Regions from separate parts of the Sus scrofa genome. Here regions 1, 3 and 4 are each linked to region 2. A link is a contact called in public Hi-C and HiChIP or PLAC-seq data. All regions are on one chromosome and are shown on one strand. Each heading gives the region's core, a stretch centred on a gene start, on an enhancer-like site or on the middle of the called end of the contact. The rest is flanking DNA. Distances are from core to core; before and after follow the strand shown.

Region 1 (2,700 bases), core at 57-2,556, 65 kb after region 2:
GTGTGAGGATGGGGTGGGGGGAGGGGTTAGACTTCTGGAACTTTCTTAACATGGGGTTTCTGGGGATCCCCAAGAATACCCCAACTAGAGGAGAAGGGGGGAAGGGGAGGTCCCCTTCCTCTGAACACCAGGGTCCTGCTGCCCTGAGGTTAGGACAGTTCTGATGGCCCCATAAACTCTGGGACTTAGAAGAGCCTCTGGACACGGGTCCCGCTACTCTCCAAATGGCTCTCTGTTCCCTCCGCATCTTTCTACCACCCTGTCCTTGGCCACAACCCACTGCTGAGAACCTTCTTCTCCTTAAACGTTCCATTCTGTTCAGTAATTCCTTCCAGGATGCTTTCCAGAAGTCATATCTTTTTCAGGTTCTGAGGACCCAGAAAAGGATGAAGCTAAGAGAGTTCCCTGGATGCCCACCCCCCACCAAGACACCTTCATCTCTGGGCCTCTAGACCATCCTTCCCCCACCCCCACCTGCGTCTTTCCAGGGCCAGCTCACCTCCGCCCCTTCCATCCATGTTTCCTTACTTTCTAAGCTGAAATCTAGGACATTGCATAAAAGGCCTTGGTTCCTCTATCTGGAGATGCCTCTGCCCACAGGCCATGCCCCCTTCTCTCTCTGCGGAGTTAATGCCACTGCTCTTCAGGCCTCACCTCTGCCCCTCCTGTTGGCTCACAGGGCGCGGTCAATGCCCCTCATTTGTCCCTGTCCTCTGGTTTGGAATGTGGTTCCCTCCATCCATGGTGGTCATTGAAATCCAACTGGTCTTCCACTCGTGCCTCACCTCCAGGAAGCCTTTTTTTTTTTTTTTTGCCATTTCTTGAGCCGCTCCTGCGGCATATGGAGGTTCCCAGGCTAGGGTAGAATTGGAGCTGTAGCCGCTGGCCTACACCACAGCCACAGCAACTCGGGGTCTGAGCCACGTCTGCAACCTACACCATAGCTTATGGCAACGCCAGATCCTTACCCCACTGAGCAAGGCCAGGGATAAAACCCGCAAACTCATGGTTCGTAGTCGGATTCGTTAACCACTGAGCCACGACGGGAACTCCAGAAAGCCTTCCTTGACTGTAGCTGCCCTCACTCCCCCTTCCTCTTTCGGTTTCCTAGAGCACATGAGCTCCCAACCTCAGCACCCGCATGGCTGGGGTAGTTCTCCAGTTGATTTCTGCAGATCAGTCCTTAACTGTTCCACGGATGAAGCACTTCTTGGACCAGGGACCACAAACTCTAAGATCAGAGGGGAGGGAAGAGCTGTTCCTTGGTGTCATCTGATGCCCAGGCCCATTGTAAACATGGGAGAGCATGTGCTGTGGAGGAACGAGTATAGGCTGAACATCAGAGTCCTGGGCACTGCCTTCCAATGATCCCTAAGCCTGTTCCTCTCTCTGGGTCTGAAGCTGTGAAATGGGAGAGATCACCTGGGCTGGGTGATTCCTAAGAGCCTTCACAGTTCTCAGGACTCAGGGTTCTCCATGAGCAATTCTCAACCCATTATGTATCAGTCACCTGAGCAACTTAAAGACTAGCAGCACCTGTTCCCCAGCCCCAGGGATATAAGATGAAATCGGCTTGAGACGGAGCCCAGGCACCCGTGATTTTGTAGAAATTCGTCAGATGATTCTAATGTGCAGGCAGGATTGGGTACCCAAGATTCTGATGTTTGACAGAGAGAGCCCGCTTATTAGAAGCACTCGTTTATGTTCAGAAGAGCGCCATGGTCCCATGCTTCCCTCTGGTGGTCATCTTGATCATTACAGGTGGATTTCGGCATCTAAGTGTTTCACCCGGGTCAGGAAAAAAAGGTAATGAGAAAGAAGAGGAAAGAGGAAAAAAGAGAAGCCCTGGCTTCTCATGATGCATGGGCACACGGGCATTTCCCTTCCCACTTTTCCCCTACTATAAATATTTATTATTTCCCATGGAGTTCCCATTGTGGCACAGTGGTTAACGAATCCAACTAGGAACCATGAGGTTGCGGTTCGATCCCTGCCTTGCTCAGTGGGTTAAGGACCCAGCGTTGCCGTGAGCTGTGGTGTAGGCTGTAGACATGGCTCGGATCCTGCTTTGCTGTGGCTCTGGCATAGGCCGGCGGCTACAGCTCCTATTAGACCCCTAGCCTGGGAACCTCCATATGCCGCAGGAGCGGCCCTAGAAAAGGCAAAAAGACAAAAAAAATAATAAATAAATAAATAAATAAATAAATATTTATTGTTTCCCAGGATCAGCCCTGTGGGTCCCCAGCCTGGGTGTCAGGGAAATCTAGAGGAGAAATCTTCAGAGGAGCGCCTGAGACAGCAAAGCCAAGCAGGGGACTTGAGATGATGCGATAATATATGCAAATTTCCTGGGAAATGAATGCTCATTGTGCGCTTCCTCATTATTTACCCATCACTGCCACTTTGGGCAAATCATTTCTCTGAACCTTGGTCATCACTGCCTGCCTCACAGCACTATTATTTTCTTTTATTTTTTTCCATGTCACATTATTCTCTAATTCTATGCAGTGAATTTGTCTCCAGAGTATAGGACTCAGGATTCAAAATGAGCCAAGTTTTGAGCTGTGACAGCATTTGGGGGGAAATTGCATAATATTTAGATTTTTAAAAATCACTTTGTAGTCAGTTAAAATAAATTGCGTCTCTGCTCTCTTACCAGTTTTTCCTTTTTTAAAAATTTAGGAGTTCCTGTGGTGGCTC
Region 2 (2,700 bases), core at 182-2,681:
AGATAGAGGAAGGTCAAAAGAGGCCAGGCTTCTCCCTATCTCTGTGGTTTTATATAACATTCACGAATAAGCCCTGTGCTGCCTGGGCTTGTTAATCTTTTGCATTTTTAAAAAGGAGAGGAAAAAAAAAATAGTCTGGGAGAGCCCAATGTTAATTAACTTGTGTCTTGGTGACATGAAATAATTCTTCTCCCTGCTACATTCCTAGACAACATGTTAATTAACTCTGTGTTAGTGCAGGCGTTTCCAGCCATCCTTTCATATTTATATTATTGTTATTAAAATGGGCAGGAGGAAGCTTAAGACATGACACCTCTTGACAGAGGAGAAAAATCGTTTCTTGCTGCAGAGATGGCCCTTTAGCCATGGACTTGTTTGCTTGCATTCTGAACATTTTTGGTATGTCTGGGCAAAAGACAAGTTGAAGGGGTCCTGTGATGGGGTTCATCCTTCTCCCCTGCCCTCCAAGGAGAACTTCTTCCCCTGAGGATTTCCAGTGGCTGACTTGCCTGTTACAGTCTTTTTCAGGCTTTTAGCCTCAAATATTCATGAGACTCCCGTGCAGAACTGGAATAAACCCCGGGCTATTAGGTGGTTTTGTTGGGAACCTAACAGTAGTTGCTAATATTAAAGCTCAGCCCAGATCCCCACAGATTCCTTTTTACCAATCTGTGTGTGTCGTGCACCCGCCCCCGCCACCCCCGGCCATGGTTTACCTTCAGCTGCCAGCACCTGCACCTGTTAAAAGCCAGAGGTGTACCCACTACCCCTGCAGATGCCCAGCTGACCTTGCCCCATGACTGACACTGCCAGAGACCAAAGTCCTGCAATCTTGCCTGGAGCCAGGGCCGCCTGGAGACACAGCTTCCACCCTAGAGTTCCCACGCGGTCAGGTCGAAGCTCCCCTCTGAGGCCCTTGGCCCCAGATCGCAACTTTGCTTGCCTTCCACCCCTTCTGCCTGGCTTCCTGCCTCCTACCCATTTCCCCTGATTACACATCCTCAGTCATATGAGGCTTCAGGTCCGCTCCTGGGCCATCCAGCCCAAGGCACCGATTTTGGTGCCAGAGGTCAACACTCAATTTAGATGTCAAGTCCTGGCTTATTTTCATGAGTGGCAAAGTCTCAGCAAACCAGAGCTGGAAGGGGCTGCAGAGACCTTCTCTTCCTGGTCTCTTGCTCTACAGCTTAAGACACAGGAGCCAGGGCAGAGGATGTCATTGGCACCTGGCTAATTAGAGGTGATGCTGGGACTTGAACTTGTCTCCCAGACATCAGTCCTTCGTCCGTCCCTTCATTAGCTGCCTGACGTGGGTTGTAATTTACCCCCGACTTCCCTTTAATAAACGCTCTCCTCCCATAAGGGTCACACACCCAGGCGCCTGGCGTCATTCCACGCACACGGTTTTGTGAGTCATCGATTCTCGCTCGGCCCCAACTCAACTTACTGAACGATCAGGAAACCAGAACTGCCTTTCTACTTCCTGACCGCCAAGGTGGCAGCTCCCCACGGCTCCTCCATTTGCTGCCTCGGGATAAAATGTTCTCCCCCAGTAATGAGTTTGCTCCCAGGTGGTGCCTCGAAAACACTCAAAGGGATCTTCAAAGGGAAAGCGGGATTCGGAGAGAAGCTAGCTGGCCTGGCTGTAACAGGGAGCGCTCTGCTCACAGACCACATCTTGATCCCATTAGTGTAGCCCACACATTTCAAAATTTGTCAGCTGCCCTTATCTCCCCTACGGCCACTCAGAATGTGCCGGTTGATTCTCTATTTGAAGTTAATAAGAACAAGCATTTACCTAACACTGCCCCCAAAGGGTGGGAAGGACCCCCTGAAATGCCATGTGATCAGGCACGTGCAGAAATGACTTCCGGCAGCAAGACTGGCCCCTTTGGGAATACCCCCAAGGTGTGTTAAAACACAGCCAGAGTTGGCTTCGCCCTTGACCTTGGCTGTTGGTGGTTTGACAGGCTGCATTGTATCCTTCTAACAGCTGGGTGAGGCAGGCGCTATGAGCGCTGCCGTTTCATAAGCTCAGAGGAATCGGAGGTCTCACCAGGGTCACTCAGGTACTCAGGGCGAGTCCTGGACTGAGTCTGAGTCTGCTGATTCCCATGCCTGTGGGCTGATTTGCAAACTTCAGCCTGCATTCGAATCACCTGGAAGTGCTCAGGATCGCCCGCAGAGTACCTCCATCAGGAGGGCCCGAGTGTGCATTTCTCACAAGCTCCCAGCGAGTGCAAATGCGGCTGGTCCCCGGACCACACTGAGACCCACTGCACTGGGCTCCGCCATATTGCATTTCCCACCTTGACACTGAATATTCCTTGAAGTAATTGACCAACTGAGGCTTCGGAGGGTCTTAGTTTCAATGTCAGAAGCCTCTCCAGAGACTCGTGCTGTCGGGGCAGCAAGGATCTTCAATTAAGATCTTGCATTGGGCATGGAGAGACGTCGCTTGTCCTCCAGATCTGAGGCATGCTTAGCTATACCACGTGTTTTCTCTCAAACTGCCTCTGTCTCCCAGGAGCTGGGGTCCCAGCGAACAATCATGTGGCCTTTGTGCCTTTGGAGTCATTCAAAACCAGTCCTCCCCTTGGGTGGAATTAGCGGCTGTTGATATGATAGATCTTGGGAGCTTCAGAAAGATGCCCAATTCATCGCATTCCTGGTCAGTTTCCTCTCAAAGGGGCCCCCAGG
Region 3 (2,700 bases), core at 108-2,607, 97 kb before region 2:
AGGGTAGTGGGGAGAAGGGATGAGGGGCCAAGGCCAGGCACTCCTGAAGGGCACTCTATTAGCAGAGAGTGCTCGGGGGTTGGAGGGGGTCCGTGGGGGTCAGGAGGGAGGGGGTGGTTTTGCAATGGCCTTGGTCACAAAAAAGGCCTCAAATTCCACTGTATCCACCATCTATGAGTGCAATCAGGTAGATAGTCACAAAATTCCACGGATGGGATTCAACCATTAAAACATCAAATTCTGTTCAACCGGTTTTGGCGTCAAGGAGCCTCTCTTGACCTCAGAGAGACCCTGGGTATGACAACGCAGCCACCAGACTGATTGTCCCGAGGAGCTGGTTTGGGCTTCCAGGTACTGGAGGAATTTTTCTACCTGGTTGTTCTATTTGACCATCGTGACGGCCCTGTGTGCTCAATACTGTTAGCAGCCCCATTTCATAAATGGGGAAACTGAGGCCCTGTTCAAGGTCACATGGAAAGCAGGGGAGCTGGGGAGTTCCTGTTGTGGCTCAGCGGGTTATAAACCTGACTTGTATCCATGAGGATCTGGGTAACATCCCTGGCCTTGATCAGCCGGTTAAGGATCTGGTGTTTCTATGAGCTGCAGTGTAGGTCCCAGATGAGGCTTGGATCTGGCATCACTGTGGCTGTGGCATAGGCGGGCTGGCAGCTGCAGCTCCAGTTCAACCCCTAGCCTGGGAATCTCCATATGCTGCAGATGTGGCCCTAAAAATAAAAAAAAAAAAACAACAACAACAAAGGAAAAAGAAAGTAGTGGAGCTGGGCTGGCCTCACACGGAAGCATCTTTCCTTCCTCCTGTTTTGAAGGTTAGCACAGCGCATCATCTGATAGCTGACCCTGTACTTACTCATCAGCCACGGGCACCTGGGATCATGTGCCAGGTGGCACCATCCCTTCCCTGGATGGCTACCAAAGATAGTCCTACAGGAGCCTTAGTTTAGGCCTTGGGGAAAATCCTCTAGAATTCCAAAGATGGGCCTTGGTTTAAGTCTTGGTTAAAATCCTCTAGAATTCCCCTCTGAGAGAATCTGAGGTCCCTAATGCCTTGATTGCCCCGGGTGACATCATGTTTAAGTGACATCTGACCTCCCTGAGCTCATTCCTTTGTCCTGGTCACCTCTGCTTCCATCAAAAATAACAGGTGGCTGATAAGCTGGCTCTTGGCGCCCTGGCTCAGACAGTGGACTCTGAATCCACGCTCAGAGCAGGCCTCTCAAGTTCAAAAAAGCCCTCGTGCTCTATATTTTGACAGGTTCAGAAATCCAATCCATTTATTTTGAAAACCCATTAAGCCCAGCCAATATGGGCTATTTAGAAAGCCCAGATTTTTGCTTCTGGTCAGAAGGTCAGGGCTGTCATAAAATAACAGCTAAAGGAAGTGAAACAAAACATATTTTATGGTAGGGCTATAATTCCCAAACATTCTTTACAAATGTACTTTCCGTTAAAATAAGACAAAACAAAAACACAGCACATTGAATTGCTGGAAATTGCTGCCCCTATAAACTCTTTGTTCTGAGTACTTATTCAATTTTACATGCTCGGCTCTTACACCAGTGACAGGCGCATAGTAAGTGCTCAATAAATGTTCAATGAATGTGCCACACAATGGTTTACTTTGCTGTTTAACCTTCTTCCTAGGTATTAGCTTCTCTTGTTTTCAATGGCTGTTAAATCATCCTCAAGCAAAGAGCATCTGATCTGAGTTCTCTAGGGTTTTGGAAAGTGAGTTTCGGAGTAAGTAAGTTTTGACTTTTCCTGGCGCCTTGAATTACACTATTGATGATACAGATAACAGGGTCTTATGGTCAGATTCTCCAAAGAGAACTCTTTTGATCCTTTCAACCTTGTGAAGGAGGCCTGGGCGATGTTACTACTTTCATGTTCCCCCTAGGAAGGGGCGTAAGTACAGACTATTAGCTGGAAGAAAATAACCTTTCTATTAGATGATCCTGAACACGGAGGATGGGAAGAAGATGGTGCAAAACCCTCTTGTATTTTCCCACTGACTCACCTTCCAGTCCATATAGTGTCCTCCTCTGATGGGCATCGAGGTTCCCCCCCTTTTTAGATCCCTCTTCTCTTACCTCTCATAATCCCCTCAATCTACCCTACCCCATCTCGGCAAGTTCCGTCCAGGAGAACCGCCAAAAGGTCCACAAGTTTCTAAGCATGGCTTCTGCCTTCACCCTCCTGAGAGATAGCAGTTCCTGATCCTGCATCCAAAAATTGGGTTTATTTCTACTTATTTTTAACTTTTTAGGGCTGCACCTGAGGTACATAGAAGTTCCCAGGCTAGGGGTTGGATCAGAGCTGCAGTGGCTGGCCTACACCACAGCCACAGCAATGTGGGTTCTGAGCCACTTCTGGGAACTATACCGCAGCTCACAGCAATGCCGGATTTTTTTTTTTTTTTTTTTTTTGTCTTTTTGCCATTTCTTGGTCCGCTCTCACGGCATATGGAGGTTCCCAGGCTAGGGGTCTAATCAGAGCTGTAGCCACCGGCCTACGCCAGAGCCACAGCAACGCGGGATCCGAGCTGCGTCTGCAACCTACACCACAGCTCACGGCAACGCCGGATCTTTAACCCACTGAGCAAGGGCAGGGATCGAACCCGCAACCTCATGGTTCCTAGTCGGATTCGTTAACCACTGCGCCACCACGGGAACTCCGCAATGC
Region 4 (2,700 bases), core at 167-2,666, 120 kb before region 2:
AGCTCATGGCAACACCAGATTCTTAACCCACTGAGCAAGGCCAGGGATCAAACCCCCAACCTCATGGTTCCTAGTTGGATTCATTTCCTCTGCGCCACAATGGGAACTCCCAAAGGAGGAATTCTGCACAGGAGTTTTTCTCTGTCTAAACTGCAGTCCTTCAGGCATCTCCTCTAGAGTCATTACCATTTAAACATAGGACTTGAGCTCCTTCTCACTATCTCAGCCTTGAAACTCTAGTCCAGTTTCAAGGGCTGCGCACTGATCTGAAAGTCAACATCTCCCTCCCTGTTCCATCCATTCACCTCCACTCTGTTGCCCCGTTGCTTTCTGCCACCTTTTACCTCCCTTTCCTGCCTGGAACAGCCTGCATGCCAGGCACAGCTTTCCTGGGTGAGGACATGATTTCTGTCCTCTGAGGCTACTTAGGCTCCACTCCACTCCTGGGACAACCTGTCTCCCACCCACTCTCACGCCGCTCCAGGGCAGTCTGCTCCCCTCCTCCCTTAAGTTTCTGACATTCAGGAGTGGAAGTGCCTGAGCAGCTCCTGTGTTGCCAGGCTCTAACCCAAGCACGGGGGTGCACATATGCTCAAGGGATCATGGGGTTGGGACAGAGACACACGGGTACACAGAGTTCTGAAGCAACGCAGTGAGTGTGGTAACACAGGTGTGCACAGGGTGTACATATCGGCATATCTGTGAGGTTGTCCTCTCCAAAGCTGAAGTGAGGATGGACAAAGGCTTCACAGAAAAGGTGGAGACTTACCTGAATCTAGAAGAATGAGTTGGAGTTTCCATATTTCCCCGCCAGCCAGGTTGCTGTGGTTATAGCGATAGTAGGCAATGGAAGCTGGAGGAGGAAAGGGAAAGGATGGGTGAGAGAGGTGAGGAGGGAACTTTAGGACTTTCCATTCCTTCTAGTCAATCCTTTAAGGTCGAGGTAAAATTATACTCCTGGAGTTCCCGTTGTTAACGAATCTGACTAGGAACCATGAGGGTGCAGGTTCAATCCCTGGCCATGCCATGCTCAGTGGGTTAAGGATCTGAGCTGTAGTGTGGGTCACAGACACGGCTCGGATCCCACGTTGCTGTGGCTCTGGCATAGGCCGGTGGCTACAGCTCGGATTAGACCCCTAGCCTGGGAACCTCCATATGCCGGGAAGCGGCCCGACAAAAAGACAGATGAGACGAAAAGAAAAATTATATTCCTGACGGGAGTTGCATTCTTCCGCGAATAGAAAGAAATTCCTTCTCTTCATTCCATTTTGTAAAAACAAAATGGCAGTGGTGGTGGGGAGATCATGTGAGTAATTATCGTTCCCATAATAAGAAGTACCTCCCCCCGCCCCCAAAGGTCTTTGCTGTGCGCTGGAGGGTTCCCTTTTGCTGGGTACAATGTTCTGGGTCAGGTCCCAGATTACATTGTTTGAGGCGCCACCTGCTGGTGAGAGGTGGAAGTGCAGAAGTCCCGTCAACCTCTCCCCAGGGGTTGATTCATCCCCCCTTTTCTTTAGGCATCTAGAATCCAGGAGCCATGACCTGTGTCTTGTAGCAAGAAGCTCACATGGTTTGATCCCATTTCCGTGGGTGGACTGCAGATAAGGGCACTGAATGTGTAGAAGCTGGTCATGGTGGGCAGTGGCCAAAGCACAGGATTAGGTCCCAGTTCTCTGCTCCTGCTATAACCCCAGTTGCTGGAGTGGAATCTCCAGCAGAGGGAAAGGGGAGGGGGAATTCTTCCAGGAAGAACCATACGGCCCTGAGGGGCTCACAGCCAAACCATCCACAGTTCTCTTTTAGTCTCCACTGGGGAGCCATGTCCACCAGAGGCCAAGCTACTCGGGGATGGTGGAGGAACCCAGATTCTCAGTAACTTTGCAAGATAACAGCAGCAGAGCTGACCTGCAGCCCAATCCTTGCGTGAGATGCTGCAGAGGCAGGGCCTTAGCTCACCAACCCAGTTTCTCACTAGCAGTTTTTCAAGGAAAGGAGATGCCTCCAGGTGATGCTCATTTGAGAGGCCCCCTGTCATTCCTAAAAGAACTGAGCCTCTAGGGTTATTCATCTTACAATACACCGGCCTTGAGGGACAGGCAGAACCAATTACAGCATCAAGCACTTCAAGGAGCCAGAATCCCCATCTCACACTCACCTTTCTGGGTTTATTGCCAAGCCTGGCTGTAAGTCCCTGGATTCAGTTTGTAATAGGGAAGAACAGTCTGACTCCATACTGGATCTGTTTCTTTAAGTTTTGTATTCTATTGCTTTTGCTGCAAGTTAATCACAAAAGGGATACATAATGGCCCTTCTCCAGGAACCCTGCCTCCCATGTCTGAGCATTAAGCTAAAATACCTTTGTTGGCTCTCAGGAAACCTCCCGATCAGGCCCACCTATGAATGACTGCAGGCGGGAAGAAATGAACACATCCCCTCCGGAGTCTGGCTTGAACAGAAAATAGTTACAACTTATTGCCTTTTTTGCTTTACCTCCTGATGTCCCCTGCTGTCCCATACAAGAAACTAACATCCAAACCAGGGCAAGATGGTTCTTTGGGACACTAGTCCACCATCTCGGTCTGCTGGCTTTCTGAATAAAGTCACTATTCCTTGCCCCAGCAACGTGTCTGCGGATTTAATGCCTTGTTCTGCAGCGAGCAGCACAAGCTTGGACTCAGTAACACATTGGACCTGTTGGCT

Evidence for each region. Hi-C and Micro-C count contacts between places; a contact is called where the count stands out from the background. HiChIP or PLAC-seq counts read pairs in DNA pulled down with a chosen protein or histone mark.
Region 1: a contact with region 2 is called in a Hi-C map of alveolar macrophages, with 2.7 times the contacts expected there. The contact joins two enhancer-like sites. A contact is called at or near these places in 5 of 47 Hi-C or Micro-C datasets (alveolar macrophages, blood, embryonic fibroblasts and 2 more).
Region 3: a Hi-C map of retroperitoneal adipose tissue shows a contact between it and region 2, with 2.9 times the contacts expected there. The contact joins two enhancer-like sites. A contact is called at or near these places in 1 of 5 promoter capture datasets (fetal liver), 25 of 47 Hi-C or Micro-C datasets (adipose tissue, alveolar macrophages, blood and 13 more) and 2 of 2 datasets of contacts at active chromatin or transcription factors (alveolar macrophages and skeletal muscle).
Region 4: a contact with region 2 is called in an H3K27ac HiChIP or PLAC-seq map of alveolar macrophages. The contact joins two enhancer-like sites. A contact is called at or near these places in 2 of 5 promoter capture datasets (fetal skeletal muscle and liver), 17 of 47 Hi-C or Micro-C datasets (adipocytes, alveolar macrophages, blood and 10 more) and 2 of 2 datasets of contacts at active chromatin or transcription factors (alveolar macrophages and skeletal muscle).

What each region holds. Positions count from the first base shown.
Region 1 is chr2:27,116,160-27,118,859 of Sscrofa11.1, forward strand. No RefSeq gene overlaps it. Among named protein-coding and RNA genes, the nearest start is that of FBXO3, 29 kb to the right of the region's middle. Within about 2 kb of position 1,307, at least 1 of the 83 cell types and tissues checked has an H3K27ac peak or open chromatin away from gene starts, as enhancers often do. A contact at or near this core is called in alveolar macrophages, where this site is marked.
Region 2 is chr2:27,051,075-27,053,774 of Sscrofa11.1, forward strand. All of the region lies in intron 4 of LMO2 (rhombotin-2), which reads left to right. Among named protein-coding and RNA genes, the nearest start is that of LMO2, 19 kb to the left of the region's middle. Within about 2 kb of position 1,432, at least 4 of the 83 cell types and tissues checked have an H3K27ac peak or open chromatin away from gene starts, as enhancers often do. A contact at or near this core is called in alveolar macrophages and retroperitoneal adipose tissue, where this site is marked.
Region 3 is chr2:26,954,549-26,957,248 of Sscrofa11.1, forward strand. The region is part of intron 1 of LOC110259281 (a long non-coding RNA gene); the gene reads right to left. Among named protein-coding and RNA genes, the nearest start is that of LMO2, 78 kb to the right of the region's middle. Within about 2 kb of position 1,358, at least 7 of the 83 cell types and tissues checked have an H3K27ac peak or open chromatin away from gene starts, as enhancers often do. A contact at or near this core is called in alveolar macrophages and retroperitoneal adipose tissue, where this site is marked.
Region 4 is chr2:26,926,550-26,929,249 of Sscrofa11.1, forward strand. It overlaps LOC106509384 (a long non-coding RNA gene), which reads right to left. Exons shown (of 6, transcript XR_002341524.1): 5 at 2,156-2,273; 6 at 21-853. Among named protein-coding and RNA genes, the nearest start is that of CAPRIN1, 52 kb to the left of the region's middle. Within about 2 kb of position 1,417, at least 3 of the 83 cell types and tissues checked have an H3K27ac peak or open chromatin away from gene starts, as enhancers often do. A contact at or near this core is called in alveolar macrophages, where this site is marked.